5 separate regions of the Sus scrofa genome follow, and all the other regions are linked to region 2. Evidence: chromatin contacts called from public HiChIP or PLAC-seq and promoter capture Hi-C data. All regions are on one chromosome and are shown on one strand. Each heading gives the region's core, a stretch centred on a gene start, on an enhancer-like site or on the middle of the called end of the contact. The rest is flanking DNA. Distances are from core to core; before and after follow the strand shown.

What was found. Promoter capture Hi-C pulls out the DNA fragments that hold promoters and counts their contacts. HiChIP or PLAC-seq counts read pairs in DNA pulled down with a chosen protein or histone mark.
Region 1: a promoter capture Hi-C map of fetal liver shows a contact between it and region 2, with 2.8 times the contacts expected there. The contact joins the promoter of PEX11B here to the promoter of TXNIP in region 2. A contact is called at or near these places in 2 of 5 promoter capture datasets (fetal liver and liver), 9 of 47 Hi-C or Micro-C datasets (alveolar macrophages, embryonic fibroblasts, epiblast stem cells and 4 more) and 2 of 2 datasets of contacts at active chromatin or transcription factors (alveolar macrophages and skeletal muscle).
Region 3: a contact with region 2 is called in an H3K27ac HiChIP or PLAC-seq map of alveolar macrophages. The contact joins the promoter of LOC100155404 here to the promoter of TXNIP in region 2. A contact is called at or near these places in 2 of 5 promoter capture datasets (fetal liver and liver), 3 of 47 Hi-C or Micro-C datasets (embryonic fibroblasts, heart right ventricle and liver) and 2 of 2 datasets of contacts at active chromatin or transcription factors (alveolar macrophages and skeletal muscle).
Region 4: an H3K27ac HiChIP or PLAC-seq map of alveolar macrophages shows a contact between it and region 2. The contact joins the promoter of PIAS3 here to the promoter of TXNIP in region 2. A contact is called at or near these places in 1 of 5 promoter capture datasets (liver), 12 of 47 Hi-C or Micro-C datasets (alveolar macrophages, blood, embryonic fibroblasts and 7 more) and 2 of 2 datasets of contacts at active chromatin or transcription factors (alveolar macrophages and skeletal muscle).
Region 5: an H3K27ac HiChIP or PLAC-seq map of skeletal muscle shows a contact between it and region 2. The contact joins the promoter of ANKRD35 here to the promoter of TXNIP in region 2. A contact is called at or near these places in 2 of 5 promoter capture datasets (fetal liver and fetal skeletal muscle), 17 of 47 Hi-C or Micro-C datasets (blood, embryonic fibroblasts, fetal heart ventricle and 8 more) and 2 of 2 datasets of contacts at active chromatin or transcription factors (alveolar macrophages and skeletal muscle).

The regions. Positions count from the first base shown.
Region 1 is chr4:99,414,105-99,416,804 of Sscrofa11.1, reverse strand. PEX11B (peroxisomal membrane protein 11B) reads right to left here and starts at 1,402. Exons shown (of 4, transcript XM_001927969.4): 1 at 1,296-1,402; 2 at 390-505. The coding sequence starts at 1,351. It overlaps GNRHR2 (gonadotropin-releasing hormone (type 2) receptor 2), which reads left to right and starts at 1,957. Exons shown (of 3, transcript NM_001001639.2): 1 at 1,957-2,486. The coding sequence starts at 1,977.
Region 2 is chr4:99,347,163-99,349,862 of Sscrofa11.1, reverse strand. TXNIP (thioredoxin interacting protein) reads right to left here and starts at 1,274. Exons shown (of 8, transcript NM_001044614.2): 1 at 763-1,274; 2 at 177-249; 3 at 1-54. The coding sequence starts at 1,012. LOC106510173 (a long non-coding RNA gene) reads left to right here and starts at 1,506. Exons shown (of 4, transcript XR_002343449.1): 1 at 1,506-1,644; 2 at 2,485-2,602.
Region 3 is chr4:99,220,050-99,222,749 of Sscrofa11.1, reverse strand. LOC100155404 reads right to left here and starts at 1,342. Exons shown (of 5, transcript XM_021090822.1): 1 at 1,066-1,342. The coding sequence starts at 1,342.
Region 4 is chr4:99,462,133-99,464,832 of Sscrofa11.1, reverse strand. PIAS3 (E3 SUMO-protein ligase PIAS3) reads right to left here and starts at 1,415. Exons shown (of 14, transcript XM_005663531.3): 1 at 1-1,415.
Region 5 is chr4:99,439,888-99,442,587 of Sscrofa11.1, reverse strand. ANKRD35 (ankyrin repeat domain-containing protein 35) reads right to left here and starts at 1,324. Exons shown (of 15, transcript XM_021089942.1): 1 at 1-1,324. ITGA10 (integrin alpha-10) reads right to left here. Exons shown (of 30, transcript XM_021089939.1): 30 at 1,832-2,700.

The DNA of each region.
Region 1 (2,700 bases), core at 153-2,652, 67 kb before region 2:
AACCATGAGGTTGCGGGTTTGGTCCCTGCCCTTGCTCAGTGGGTTGACGATCTGGCGTTGCCATGAGCTGTGGTGTAGGTTGCAGACGCAGCTCGGCTCCCGCGTTGCTGTGGCTCTGGCGTAGGCTGGCAGCTACAGCTCCGATTGGACCCCCAGCCTGGGAGCAGCCCAAGAAATGGCAAAAAGGCAAAAAAAAAAAAAAAAGAAAAAAAAGAAATAAAATAATGAAAGGACAGGAACAGCTTTTTTTGTTTCTTTTTCTATTTTTAAGCTGCCCAGGAGGATGGAGAGGTCCCTGGGCCAGGGACTGAACCTGCACCACTGAAATGACAAAGCAGAACCCTTAACCACCACGCCACCAGGGAACTCCAAGAGGCATGGTTACTTACGCTTTCTTCCTAGGCTCAGATGACCCTCCAGCTGTCGAATCTGTTTCTGTAACTCAGGACTGGCCCCATGTTTCTGTAGGGCATGGCCAAGAAGGGAGCAAGCATATTGGGCGGCCCTGGAGGAGAGAGTGAGCGGTAATGTAAGGTGGAGACCTCCCTAATCTCCCCCTCAAAAACGTCCTCCTAAAGGCAAGTCTGGATTCCCCCTTTTTCCAATTTGAGACTACTCCCTTTCCTCCTCAAGCTCTATCTCCAGGCAGGGGAAAAGAAAGGCATAAGGATAAAAAGGAGCCTCGAAGAGTTTGGGTAGCACTACTTAGAATTGAGAAAATAAGAGATTTGACTACATGAGGCCCGAAGAGGACAAGGTGGCAAGGCGTCCATCACAAGCACTTCTAGTGTGAACATGTGTGTGTCCACGTGAGGGAGTGGGGGATAGCTGGAGGGGAAATTCTTCAGAAAGGTGAACTGAGAGATTTCCAAGGCTCTTGAGGGGAATCGAGACTAGAAGGCAGGACGGAGGCAGAAGAGTTCGCGGGTCAGTAGGATGAGGGGACACGGAAACTTCGGAGCGACTGGTCAGCTCTGGGGACAGAGTTCAGGTCGCTATCAACCACGGGGCGGATGCTCCTCACGCCACCACCACCCGGCGAGGGAAGTATTAGTCTCATGTGAACGCGCATCCCTGAGCGACCTCCCCGCTGGCCCACTCGTGCCTCAGTTTTCCCATCTTTCCCGTGAGCAAAAACGAATCACGGCCTCACGGCTGGTTCAAATCAACCCCTCGCGGTCCGTCCGGGCCCCCGTAGCCCAAGATGACCCTTTTTGACCCCCGTAGTGTGAACTGTCCTCGCTTCACGAGGACCTTCCTCTGCCCGCCCTCCCCCATTCCTGTTCGGGCCGCACCTACACAGCCGCTCCCGGGCCTGGCTCTGAGCGCTGAAGCGGACCCAGGCGTCCATGACAGCGGCGGCCCCGGCTCCGCAGCCCCACCCCCGCCCACTTCCCGCCCCTAGTCACGCCTACCGGACGGCCCAACGGTGTCGCGCAAGGGACAAACATCGTCAAAAAGAAATTTGAACGGAGCCAGCCACAGAAGCGGAGTTTCGGAACTAGAAGCACTTGTCTCTGGGCCTACACCTGCGTGTTTTTGTGGGTGCCTCCGTTAGCTCGCCTTCTTATCAGCTGATCTCTATTTCCTAAGTACGCCTCCAGAGGCACATTCTTCTTTAAACATTCGAGGCCAAGGGCGGGGCTTGCAGGATGGGGGGCGGAGCGAGAAGGTGCCGCAGTGCTCTTGCCGCGGCCGCTAGGATAAGGTTTCCCCTAATTTAGGATGCCCTAGGGGCTTGAGAAGTCTGTGGAAGTAAAAGCCAGCACCAGATCCCTGTTCCCTGCAGGATTCTAACACTTGGACCGATGACCTCCAGAATACATACGGAGAATCTCCAGATTCAGAGGCTTTAGTGGACTAAGTTCGCGAAATAACCAACTCCAGATCCTGAAAAGGAAAGAAGAATGAGTGGATTCAGCTAACCTCTTCAAACCCACACTTCATCCCCCCATCCCTTTCCCTTCCATGTCACCATGTCTGCAGGCAATGGCACCCCTTTGGGGTCAGCAGTGGGGGAAGAGGTCTGGGCGGGATCAGGAGTAGAGGTGGAGAGCTCAGAGCTACCCACCTTCTCAGTTGCAGCTAAGGTCCGGGTTGGAGTGACCGTTGTGCTATTTGTTTCTTCGGCTGGAGGAAACCTGGCCGTACTGTGGTCGGTGACACGGCCGCAACCCAGCCAGCTCCGCCCCTCTCCGGTACGACGACTTTTTGCTCATTTAGCAGCTGCCGATTTACTGGTTACTTTTGTGGTTATGCCCCTAGATGCCTCCTGGAATATCACTGTTCAGTGGCTGGCCGGGGACATCGCATGTCGAACACTCATGTTCCTGAAACTAATGGCCATGTATGCCGCAGCTTTCCTGCCTGTGGTCATTGGGCTCGACCGCCAGGCAGCCGTACTACACCCGCTTGGACCCCGCTCAGCTGGAAGGAAACTTCTGGGGGCAGCCTGGCTACTCAGTTTCCTTCTTGCCTTGCCTCAGGTGAGTAACTTGTCGGGACTCAGGGCTACACCGGACAAGAATTTGGGTGCACCACATGAGCCTTCAGATTCAAGGAGCGTGCTTGGCCGTGGTCACCATTAATCCTCAACGGAGAGACTCTGCTATCTCTTCCGCAAGTTAAGATCATTAATTTGTATTTTCTGCTACAAGCCTTTATTTTTACTACAGTTGGCTTCCATTTTTTTGTATCCTC
Region 2 (2,700 bases), core at 25-2,524:
TTCACCCAGTAGTCTACACACCCATATTTTCCTTTGAAAGATGTTCCCAGAGGCCTTTATAAAGAAAAAGGAAACAACTAACTTAAAAAAATGCTCTCCAAGAACAGTGAGTGATCAAAGGAGGGGAAGATTTTTAGAGACAGATAAGTCCACAGATGCATTTAGCTGATACCTACCCCTGAGGAAGCTCAAAGCCAAACTTGTATTCATATTTGTTTCCAGGTCTCATGATCACCATCTCATTCTCCCCTGAAAAGAGAGATAAGCAAGTAACCATTAGGTTTCCTGTTACACTTAAAATGCATCTGTGCCGATAAGGAATTCTTAGGCATCACGCAAGAGTATTGCAGAACTCGTATTCTCATCCCTTTTGTTCCTAAATGACAGATTCTGATGTATTTTGTTGGGCAAAAAGTTGCAAAGCCCTGTAGTGTTGACAGGCTCAACCAGGACAGTTAAGCTACAATCATCTCAAACAAGAAGCAAGCAAAGAATAAGCAACTTATGCACAGAAATGTTTCAATAGGTAAGGCAACATCCTTCAACATCTCCAGAACACAGCACCACAAGAAATTGTACAAATCACCCTTTTGGGTGGGCAGGGATTGTAAATTAAAAAGAAACAAAAAGATAAGGAATTGACACAAAATTCAAACCACACCACCTGAGCAACTTAGAATATTTAGTGTAGGCTCTATTTATTCGTATCAACTCTCTTCTCAAATCAGCTTTCGCCCTCCAGTCAACAGCTGGGTCACTTACCTGTTGGGTGGTCGTCCAGGAGAAGAGTGTCTTCATAGCGCAGGTAGTCCAAGGTCTGTTTGCACTGCTGGGATCCCTGCATCCACAGGACTTTGGCCACTCCACAAGCCAGGATCCTGACAGCTTTGATTCGAGTGACTTCACACACCTCCACTATCACCCGGCCAGCCACCTTCTCCCCACAGCCGTACACCTTTTCGGGGTCGTTAAAGACCACCTCAAAAGACTTGATCTTCTTGAACATCACCATGTTTGGGCTCGGTTGACTTGAGAGTTAGAAACGGGGCAGGGGGCAGGAGTGAAAAACAAAACCCCGAATCAAAGGGCCCTTTGCAATGAATTAAAATTATTTCACTTTTCAACTCTCTATTAAATGTTCGACAAGATGTTCCCTTGCTGGTTGTGCCAAGGTATTTCAAAAGAAAAATAAGCTCTTTCCTGTCTTTCCTCCAACAGCTGGAGGAGAGCTCCGGATCTCGGCGGGAAAGCTAACAGCGATCTGCCAGAGGAGTGGAAAGGATAGCTTGTGCTGAGAGCTATAAACTGCTCTATATAGTAGCCGGGCAGGCAGAGCCACGCGAGCGCTGGCCCGGAGGCTCGTGCAGCCCTCGTGCACAGCCCGCCCATTGGCTGCCCGCTCCATGTTTACCAGGAGCCCGACCAATCAGCGAAGTCGCAGCGGCGCGTGGACACAGTGTGCTCCTGGCGGGGAAAATGGTTGTTGTGCACTGCTGCGGCCCTGGGAGGAGGGGGCGCAGGGGCCGTGGGCGGCTTCCCGGGAGCCCAAAGGAACGAAGCATTCGCAGACCCTAAAATTTATCCGAGGCCAGTGGCCTTGGGAGGGCGAATGAGGATGCTTCTGGGCTGGAGCGACATTTCGAGGTAAAAGGAAAATGTGCTTATGAGGGAATTTCGTGCCTAGCCATTGCCAGTGCAGTTAATTTAGAGGCGACCGTTTATTCCCGGCTCACAAATCGCAAGTCGTGTGAAAAACAATCCCCGAGCGCCAAGAATACTTTAGGATTGGGGCGGAGGGCAAGGAGTGCTGCTGTTATTATTCAGGACGAGCCCCTTTGTCTTCTTGCCCCGCATCTCTATTAAAAACACCCCCCCCCCAAAAAAAATAAGCTGATGTGAGAAGGAAATGAGAATTTGTCACAAATTTTTACCCTCTTCTCCGCGCACACAGGGAAGCGCGCGTGTGGGACCTACCAGCCTTTTTCCTCCCTTTCCAGCCCCCAGGGCTCAGGGCTTGGTGCTGGGCTGTTCCTCAGCCCCTGCGCCCCCAACTCAGTTCTCTCTGTTCTCTGGACCGGAAACAGTAAGGGCGCGGCCACATCCTGTTGCTAATGCCCTCATCTCTTCAGTCCCTAACCTGCAAAGTTGAGGGACACTTTGTTTCTGTTCTCCCAGTTACCTCATCACTTCTTTAGTAAATTGTGTTCTCTAGGCTCAGGTTACCTCTCCCTCCCTACTTCTCCAGGAAAGGGGGAAAAAAAAGGATGCTTCATTCTGCGCTTTTTTTCTGAATAACTTTAACTCTTTCTTGCCTTCGTTCCCTCTCCAATTTACTAAATCAAAGGTACATCCCTAAATCTGCTGCCCACCCTCCTCACAGCCTTCAAGTTAATTAAAAGCAGTAAAGTTCTCTGGTCTGTAACCAAAGTGTCCTGTTTGAAGGAAGCATTTCCTATCTTTGAAAAGTTTTTTTTTTTTTCTAAGTTGTTCAGAAATTGCTAAGAAAGCAAAGAGAAGACCGAAGGTTCACTGGCACGCTATATGCTAAAGCTGGAAGAGAACCTGACTCCTCATCCTGTGTTGTCATTTGGCTTGCTGACAGGTGGGTTTTTCCCTAGCTGGCCATGAGATGCCTTAGGAGCTGACTCCCAAGCAATTTCTCAAAAATGCAATAAGAGGAGTTTCCATCGTGGCTCAGTG
Region 3 (2,700 bases), core at 93-2,592, 130 kb after region 2:
CCCATTCAGAGGGCAAAAGATTTTAAAAATCATTTTGTTAAATCCAACTCTTAGAGCTCTGCATCTCATAAATAACAGTCCCACTGCCCTCCCTCTCAAGACTCCTTCCCTCATCAATCCATTCATCCCATCAATATTTACTGAGTGCCTGCTCTATGCCAGAAACAACTCTAGATGATGCAGATAGAACAGTGAACAAAACAAAGTTCCTATCTTTATAGGACTTATTCTGAGAAGGTAGGAGGAGAATCAGACAATGTACTGGTCAGAGAGCAGTTTAAATTATTGTAATGTATTTTTAAAAACAGTGGCTCAGAGGTTCCCATTGTGGCTCAGCTGAAATAAACCTGACTAGTATCCATGAAGACATGGGTTCAATCCCTGGCCTCGATCAGTGGGTTAGGGATGCCGTGAGCTGAGCTGTAGTTAGGTTGCAGATTTGGTTCAGATCCCTTGCTACCTGGGTGTGGCATAGGCTGGCACTTGCAGCTCCATTCAACCCCTAGCCTGAACTTCCATATGCTGAGGGTGTGGCCCTAAAAAGACAAAAACCAACAAACAAAAAACAGTGGCTCAAACTTGATACAATTTCTTAATTTTTCATGTGACAGTCCAGGGCTAGTAGAGCAGTTGGGCCATCTTTATCACATGGCTTCTATTTCTGGGTCAAGAGTGGTTGCCATAGTTTCTGCCATTGCATCTGCACCCCAGCCAGAAGAGAGGGTAAAAGGGCAAGGGCAAAACATATATACTCCTTTTTAGGGCACAAACTAGTATGTTTCATTTCCGTTCATATCTCATTGGCTCAGAACTTTGTCTTATGGCCAAACTCAGATGCAAGAAAAATTGGTCAATTAGTCTTTAATGGAGAAGCCATGCACCCAGTAAGCAGGGAGTTAAAATAAGCAGGGAAGAATAGTTGTTATGCATAGCCATCTCTGATTCAGTAATAAACAAATAAGTACATTAGTATTCTGATGGTACATGGAAGACAATTTAGCAAGGTATGGAAATAAGGAGTACCAATAAATGGTGGGGGAGAGGGAGATGGGCTTTCTATCTTACATAAGTTGGTCAGAAAAGGCCTCACTGATAAGGGGACTAAGGGAATTTTTGACAGAGCCCAAGAACTGACGAAGTCAGTCATGTAAATATCTGGGGGAAGAGCCTTTCCAGGAGAGGAAGTAGCAAATACAAACACCCTGAGATAGGGGGCCTTGGTGTGTTCAAGGTAGAGCTGGGAGCCTAGTGTGATGAAATGGAACAAACAAAAGGGAGAGTAGTCAGTGAGGAGGTGGGTGTGGGCCACTGTAACTGTGGGACCTTTGCTCTGAAACCACATGGTGGTGGTGGTGGGGTTCAGCTCGGCAGGATGGTGTGAGAGTGACATTTACTCTACCTGGTTTGTGGAAAATAGAGTGAGGGGATGAGGGAAGAAACAAAGGGACCAGTCAGAAGGTCATTGCAAATATATGGGAGAGGTGGTGGCAGCTTGGAGCAGGGAGACAGCAAGCAGGTATTGAGTATGGTTGGATACAGGACATATTTTAAGCCAATACTATTTTCTGAAAAATTTTATGTGTGATGACTGAGAAGAGGCTTATACACATACCTTACTATAGTCAACCCCCACTCCCCCAAAGGAAATTAATTTCACAGGGAAAAGAAAATCAAATGTCTCAAGCTAGGGCCGTGGTGAACAAAGCTTCAGCAGGTTTGAGATGCAGTGAGCCAAAATCAATATGACTTAAATTGTGTTTGCAGGTGGGAAGGTAGGACAGCCAGAGCTTTCCAATATAATGACATAAAAAATAGTCTATGTGAAGAAAAATTAAAGAAACATATTAAAGTGAAATGAACATATTACAATCTGGATGAGAAGTACAGAAATAATGACCTTTAGTCACAAAATACAAAGGGAACAATGAAGAATTCCAGCTACCAAAATCAGATGATTAAAAAGTTAAAAGAAGGAGTTCTCTGATGGCCTAGCGGGTTGAGGCTCCTGCGTTCTCACCGCTGTGGCTCTGGTTGCTGCTGTGCGGCGTAGGTTCAATCCCTGGCCCAGGAATTCCCACATACTGCCTGTGTGGCAAAAAAGAAAAAAACAAAAACAAAAACGAGAGAACCTGAAATAAACGTTGCAACTCTCATTTAAAAAAAAAAAAAAAGTTAAAAGGTGTTACAGTGAAAATTGGGTAAAACTAAAACCTAAAAAACTCCCATAGGATATTCGATATATTGGTCACAAATAAAATTCCAGCTGAACTTCAGGACTTGGGAAGGAGGCACCTCTATAAGCCCATCACCTGGCACAGGGCCTGGCACATGTTAGTTCTCCTCACAGAGCTTTTCTAAATCTTCCAGCTGGATACAACCTATCACTGTCCTTAATTCACATAACATTTCCTTCCCCCTCTTTTGGAAATAATACATTTTGTCTTAAATTGTAGTTATCATTATACTGCTGTAATCCCCTCTTCTAGATGTGTTTGTCTTTTTATCCCTTCATTGCTTTGCTCAGCAAATATTTGGTAATATATGAAATGAAAGTACAGTGTGATTTGAGTTTTCAAGTTTGTTGATATGGAGCTTTCAGGTTGGCAAAGAGAAATTTCAAATGCATTAAAGGATAGTGAGAACATTTTAGCTAAGCTGGAAGCCTGGGGAAAATGAATAATTAAAGAAGGTCCCGTTTTT
Region 4 (2,700 bases), core at 166-2,665, 110 kb before region 2:
GCCCGGTGCTGGAGAGATTAACTCCTCCAGTGAGAGGATCAAGGGAGATGTTCTTGTATCTCGACATTTCTCACTACCGCTTTGACCCCTGGAAGCTCGTGTATGCGCTTGGGGTGGAGGCATGCTGCAAACAAGACAGTGCGGACCGGGAATCTGATAGCATAAAGAGGTTCCTACTTAGAGTGAGGCCCTCTCCCTCGGAGAAAGAAAACCCAGGCTGCTAAAACCCAAAGTGTACCTAAACCCTAACTCTATCTGTGGTCCCCTACCCCCTACCTCAAATACACAGATTGTCACCAGAGACCCCCACACCTTTTTTGTGATTGAAGGTGAATAGAACGGAGGTTTTCTTTCCCCAGAATGTCACCTGCCACTCTCTGAACTGCCTACTCTCCTTCCTCCAAAGTGTTAGACCTTCCAGAGGTCCCATTCTCAACTAAACTAATCACGCGTGGGCAGGTCCCTTGAAAGTACCACATTTAGAGCAGTTTACTCAAACTAGGTACTGGAAAAACTCATAACCTTTTATACTTGGTTGGCTGGGACATCAGTGATAGTTATTTGTGTAATATTTGAATGCTGTTCAGAGATTGTTAGGTGCTGAGAACATAAAACCCTTGCAGGAGTTGTCAGCCAAGCATCAGCAACAAGATGGTTAAACCAATAATTGGCATACAAAAAGAGTGCTCTAATAAATAATATGGATAATCCTCTCATTTAGCTTAAACATTCAGTATAATCCTTCCCTGAGCGACTCCACAGCTCTATGACTGAAGGTGCCAGGCTGCCAGTATCCCCAGGTACCTGCTGAACTGGACAGTGCCTAACTACTTTGTGGATTTTATCCCTAGGAAGGATGTCCACCCTCTCCTGACACTCAGGTTCTTTCCTTGCTGCTCCGTAGTGCAGAATTAAGCTCAGTTATTTGGTTCTAAGTCCCACCTGCTCCCTCTAACACTTGAGTCTCCATCAGGCCTGAGCTCTTTTTTTTGTTGTTGTTGTTCTGTTAAGTTCTCTAAGTCAAAAGTAACTATGGAAGTTCCCTTGTGGTGGAGTGAGTTAAGGATCCAGTATTGCTGCAGCTGTGGTGCAGGTTGCAGCTGTGGTACAGCAACTTACAGCACAGATTTGATCCCTGGCCCAGGAACTTCCACATGCCACAGGTGCAGCCAAAAAAATAATTTTAAAGTTATTATGGACTCGTTTGTTATCTTCTAGAACTTTTAGTGATTTTAGGGGAAGGAAAATAGAGAGGATTTAAGAAACAGATGGGGGAACTCTTTGGGAGTGATGGATATACTCAGTATCTTGATGGTGTGGTTTTTAATGGGTGTGTACATATGTCAAAATGTATCAAACTGTACATGTTACATGCAGTTTATTGTATGCCAGTTATACCCTAATAAAGCTGTAAAAATGTAAAAGAAGAAAACCACACCTTGATTCCTATTGATTTCATAAAGGAGGGATCTCTTTTACAGTTAGAGTCCCCAAAGAAAAGAGGAACTTCCCTTCCAAGGAGAAGCCTCTCAGCAGTAAACCTGAAGAGGCTGTTGGCAGCAAGAGCAGCAGCTCCAAGAAAAAGTTCCAAAATCCAAGGGAGATTAGAATGGACATTTTCCTGATGGGGCATAACCCACAGAGATATTTCCCAACCCACCCCCTATATCCCAATAAAAACAAATGACAAGGGGAAAAAAAATTTAACTGAGGTTATAAGTTTCAGCATCCCTACAAGATAACATATAACTAGGAAGAAGAGCATCTGAATCTGAGCCTGCATGCAAGCTCTCTCTATATCCAGTGCCTGGCACATAGTAGGCCCTTTAAATATCAGCTTATTAAATTAATGTTACCAGAGGAGGGAACCTGCAGATCAGGACCAAGTTTCAGATTGAGGGCATTCAAAAACGTAGTCTGAACCCCATCATGGCTCTGCAAGCCCCACCTTCTCTCACACATACACTCCTACAGCTGAAGCCTAGAGAACAAGGGGAAGTGAAGCAGGAATATAAGTCCCTACTGAAGTCCCACTAAACAGCCCAGAAGGAAAGAGGGGAACATTAAGACTATAGTTACTTCTGGAAAGAACGATTTCTTGGGAAAATTTCAGGGCTTGAGGTTGTAACAGTTTATGGAGCTGAATAGAGGGCCATTGCCTAGGAAGACCAGGGGCTGGAATAGTTTCCACTTCATGTTAACACGAACATCACTGACCATTCCCACAGCTCAGCCGTCCTGGGATCAGCTTCCAGGAGCCCCAGAGGAAGCCAAAGACCTGGCTTCCATTACCAGAGCTGTTTCCTGACTCATACTTGAACTTAGCAAAATGACCCTCCTCCTCTCTGGACCTTTTCAGCAGTCACTTCATTCTTCCCACCGCACACTGCATATATAATAGGGAATATTACAGTCTTTTTTTTTTTTTTTTTTTTTTTTTTTTGCCTTTTAGGGCTGCACTTGCAGCATATGAAGGTTCCCAGGCTAGGGATCCAATCAGAGCTACAGCTGCCGGCCTGCGCCACAGCCACAGCAAGGCAGGATCTGAGCCACGTCTGCAACCTACACCACAGCTCATAGCAACGCCAGATCCTTAACCCACTGAGCGAGGCCAGGGATCAAACCCGCATCCTCATGGATACTAGTCAGGTTCAGGAACTACAGTCCTTTTCTATTCTTTGGTAACTCTAAGAGCAGGAA
Region 5 (2,700 bases), core at 75-2,574, 93 kb before region 2:
CCCACAGCAACGTGGAGAAAGGGGACCAGGCTTAATAGCCTAACACACCTCTTAAGTTAGAAAAGGGCAGAGAGGGAGGAGAGACTTCTTGTTTTAAGCATCCCCTTACACACAAACTCACAAAACTGTCCTATTTCCATTACTCTTTAAATTCAGATTCTCAGCAATTCTTGCTTGAAGAGTCACTGCAGGCTAGTGGTCTCCTCGCCTTTCTTTTCCTCTTTTCCTCCCTTCAGCCGGAGAGCACACTGAAATGCATATGAAAGCCTACTGGATAAAGTTCAAAGTTCTTAATGTGGTTTACGAGGATCATCAGGAGCTGCACCCTGCTTTCTCAAGTCTCATCTTTCACAAATAGCCTAATGCTCAGGCTGTTCTACTATGCTTCCCTTCCTGAGGTGATAATCCTCCCTGGCATGCCTTCTCTCACACTTGGTGGCCCCTCAAGCCAAATGTTTTTGTTTTTGTTTTTTCCTGTAAAGTTTTCTCTTAAAATTCTGCAACCCCCACCAAAAAAAGAGGTGTGCCTCTTGTGTGCAACAAGCTTCTAATACTTAGTGCTATGTGGTCTAGCAACCAGGTCTCTGTATTTGCAATTATTTGTTTACATGTTTGCTTCTAGATTGGGCTCTTTGATGGTAGGAGTTACATTTTATACTATTCTCATTGCCTAGCACATATTAAGTGTAATGTCTGATGAGTGAATGAACAAAGGAGCAACAATGAGAAGAAAGCAACACTTGTATGTCTCAGGAGAGCCTGTTGTTTCTACAGTTGCTTCTCAAATTGACTCTGCTTCAAAGGAACAGGTAACGGGCTTATTGAACAGGTAACATGTTGGGGTTAGAGAAAGTCCCATTCTGGAGCTGAGGGATAGAGAGGAGAGGGATCTCAAGTGGAGAAAAATATTAAAGGTGCTCTTTTAATCATGTGGAGAGAGAATTAGATGAACCAGTATTCAAGGAAATCTATCTCTTCTTGAGGGCTGACTGGGGGATTCAGAGGAGAAATCTGTCAAAATAACCATGGCCTCAGTCCCCACTCCAGAAACCATATGTTCTATTAAGGCTGTTCAAACAGTGGCCTATATGAAGTGTACTGAGTGCCACTATGGACTCCTCCTGCCACAAAATAACTCACCAGCTTATCACAGGATGGTTGCCCCTGCCTAACAGGCCAAACAGGCCACCATTCTCAGGGTGAGGTAATAGAGGCAGAGACATGGTCTCTAGAAGGCCAATGCTTAAGTACACATGTTCCTCGAGGGCACTAGAAGAATCCTAGGTGTCTAAAGAAATTCAATAAATTTTCTTCCTTCCTTTCTTTTTCTTTCTTTCTCTTTAGGGCACACCTATGACATGTGGAAGGTCCTGGGAATTGGAGCTGCAGCTGCAGGCCTACACCATAACCACAGCAATGCCGGATCCAAGCTGCAACTGTGACCCATGCAACAGCTTACAGCTTGCAGCAATGCTGGATCCTTAACCCACTAGGCAAGGCCAGGGATCGAACTCACATCCTCACAGACACTATGTCAGGTTCTTAACCTGCTAAGCTACAAGAGGAACTCCTAGGTTTGAGTTCTACCATTAGAACCTTAAGCTAGTTAACTTAATTATCACCTTAGTGGGCATGAGGCTTGTTTCAAAGGCCTCATGAGACACAGGATAAGATTTAGTGGGAGAAGAAAATAACACACAGAAGAAACAAATCTTCAGGGTCTGTAAAGAGCAGGTACGTAAGTCACCAGATCAGAAGCACCATCTGGTGCTTCAATTTACCTTCCCAATCCCCAGAACACAGGGTACATAAAGGTAGATTATAACAAAAGTTTTGTTACAATAGTTACCATTTATTGACTATTCTATGTTCACTTTACCTGAATTATCTCCTTGAGTTTGCACAACCCTAATAAGTTCAAAGTCAAGAAAACCAAGACCTAGAGAAGTTAAATCTGTTCTAGATCAAACAGGTTTTAAGTGATACAGCTTCAATTTAAACTCAAATATGTCTTCATCTTTTTTTTTTTTTTTTTTTTTTTTTTTGGTCTTTTAGGACCATACTTGCAGCATATGGAGGTTCCCAGGCCATGGGTCTAATTGGAGCTGTAGCTACTGGCCTACACCACAGCCACAGCAACACCAGATCCGAGCTGCATCTGCGACCTACACCACAGCTCATGGCAATGCTGGATCCTTAACCCATTGATCGAGGCCAGGGATTGAACCCTCATCTTCATAGAGGCTAGTCAGGTTCGCTAACTGCTGAGCCACGATGAGAACTCCTGTCGTCATTCTTAACCACTGCTCTACACAGCTTCTTACTGTTATCTCAGCCTCAGTGTAGTTATGACTTGCCCAAAGTCACACAGCTCATAAATGGCAGACCTGGGATTTCGATCTTGGCCTATATGCTTACCATACCTACACATTTTACACTCTATGCTCACTTAAGGAGGCTAAAGCACATCTCCAGTGGAAGAGTCACAGAAAACATGTCAAATACTTCATAGCTTTGCCTTCCAGGAACTCAACTGCATAAGGTTTCAGGTGAACCAAGACTCCATCTCTTGCTGTTTGTGACCAGTCTATATCCCAGGGAACTCAAATAGAGCCAGGAGTCATTTGATACTGAATTGTATTTGTTCTGGCCATCTAATATACTGTCCACCCTGCTAGGAAACAGACGACGCCATATGCA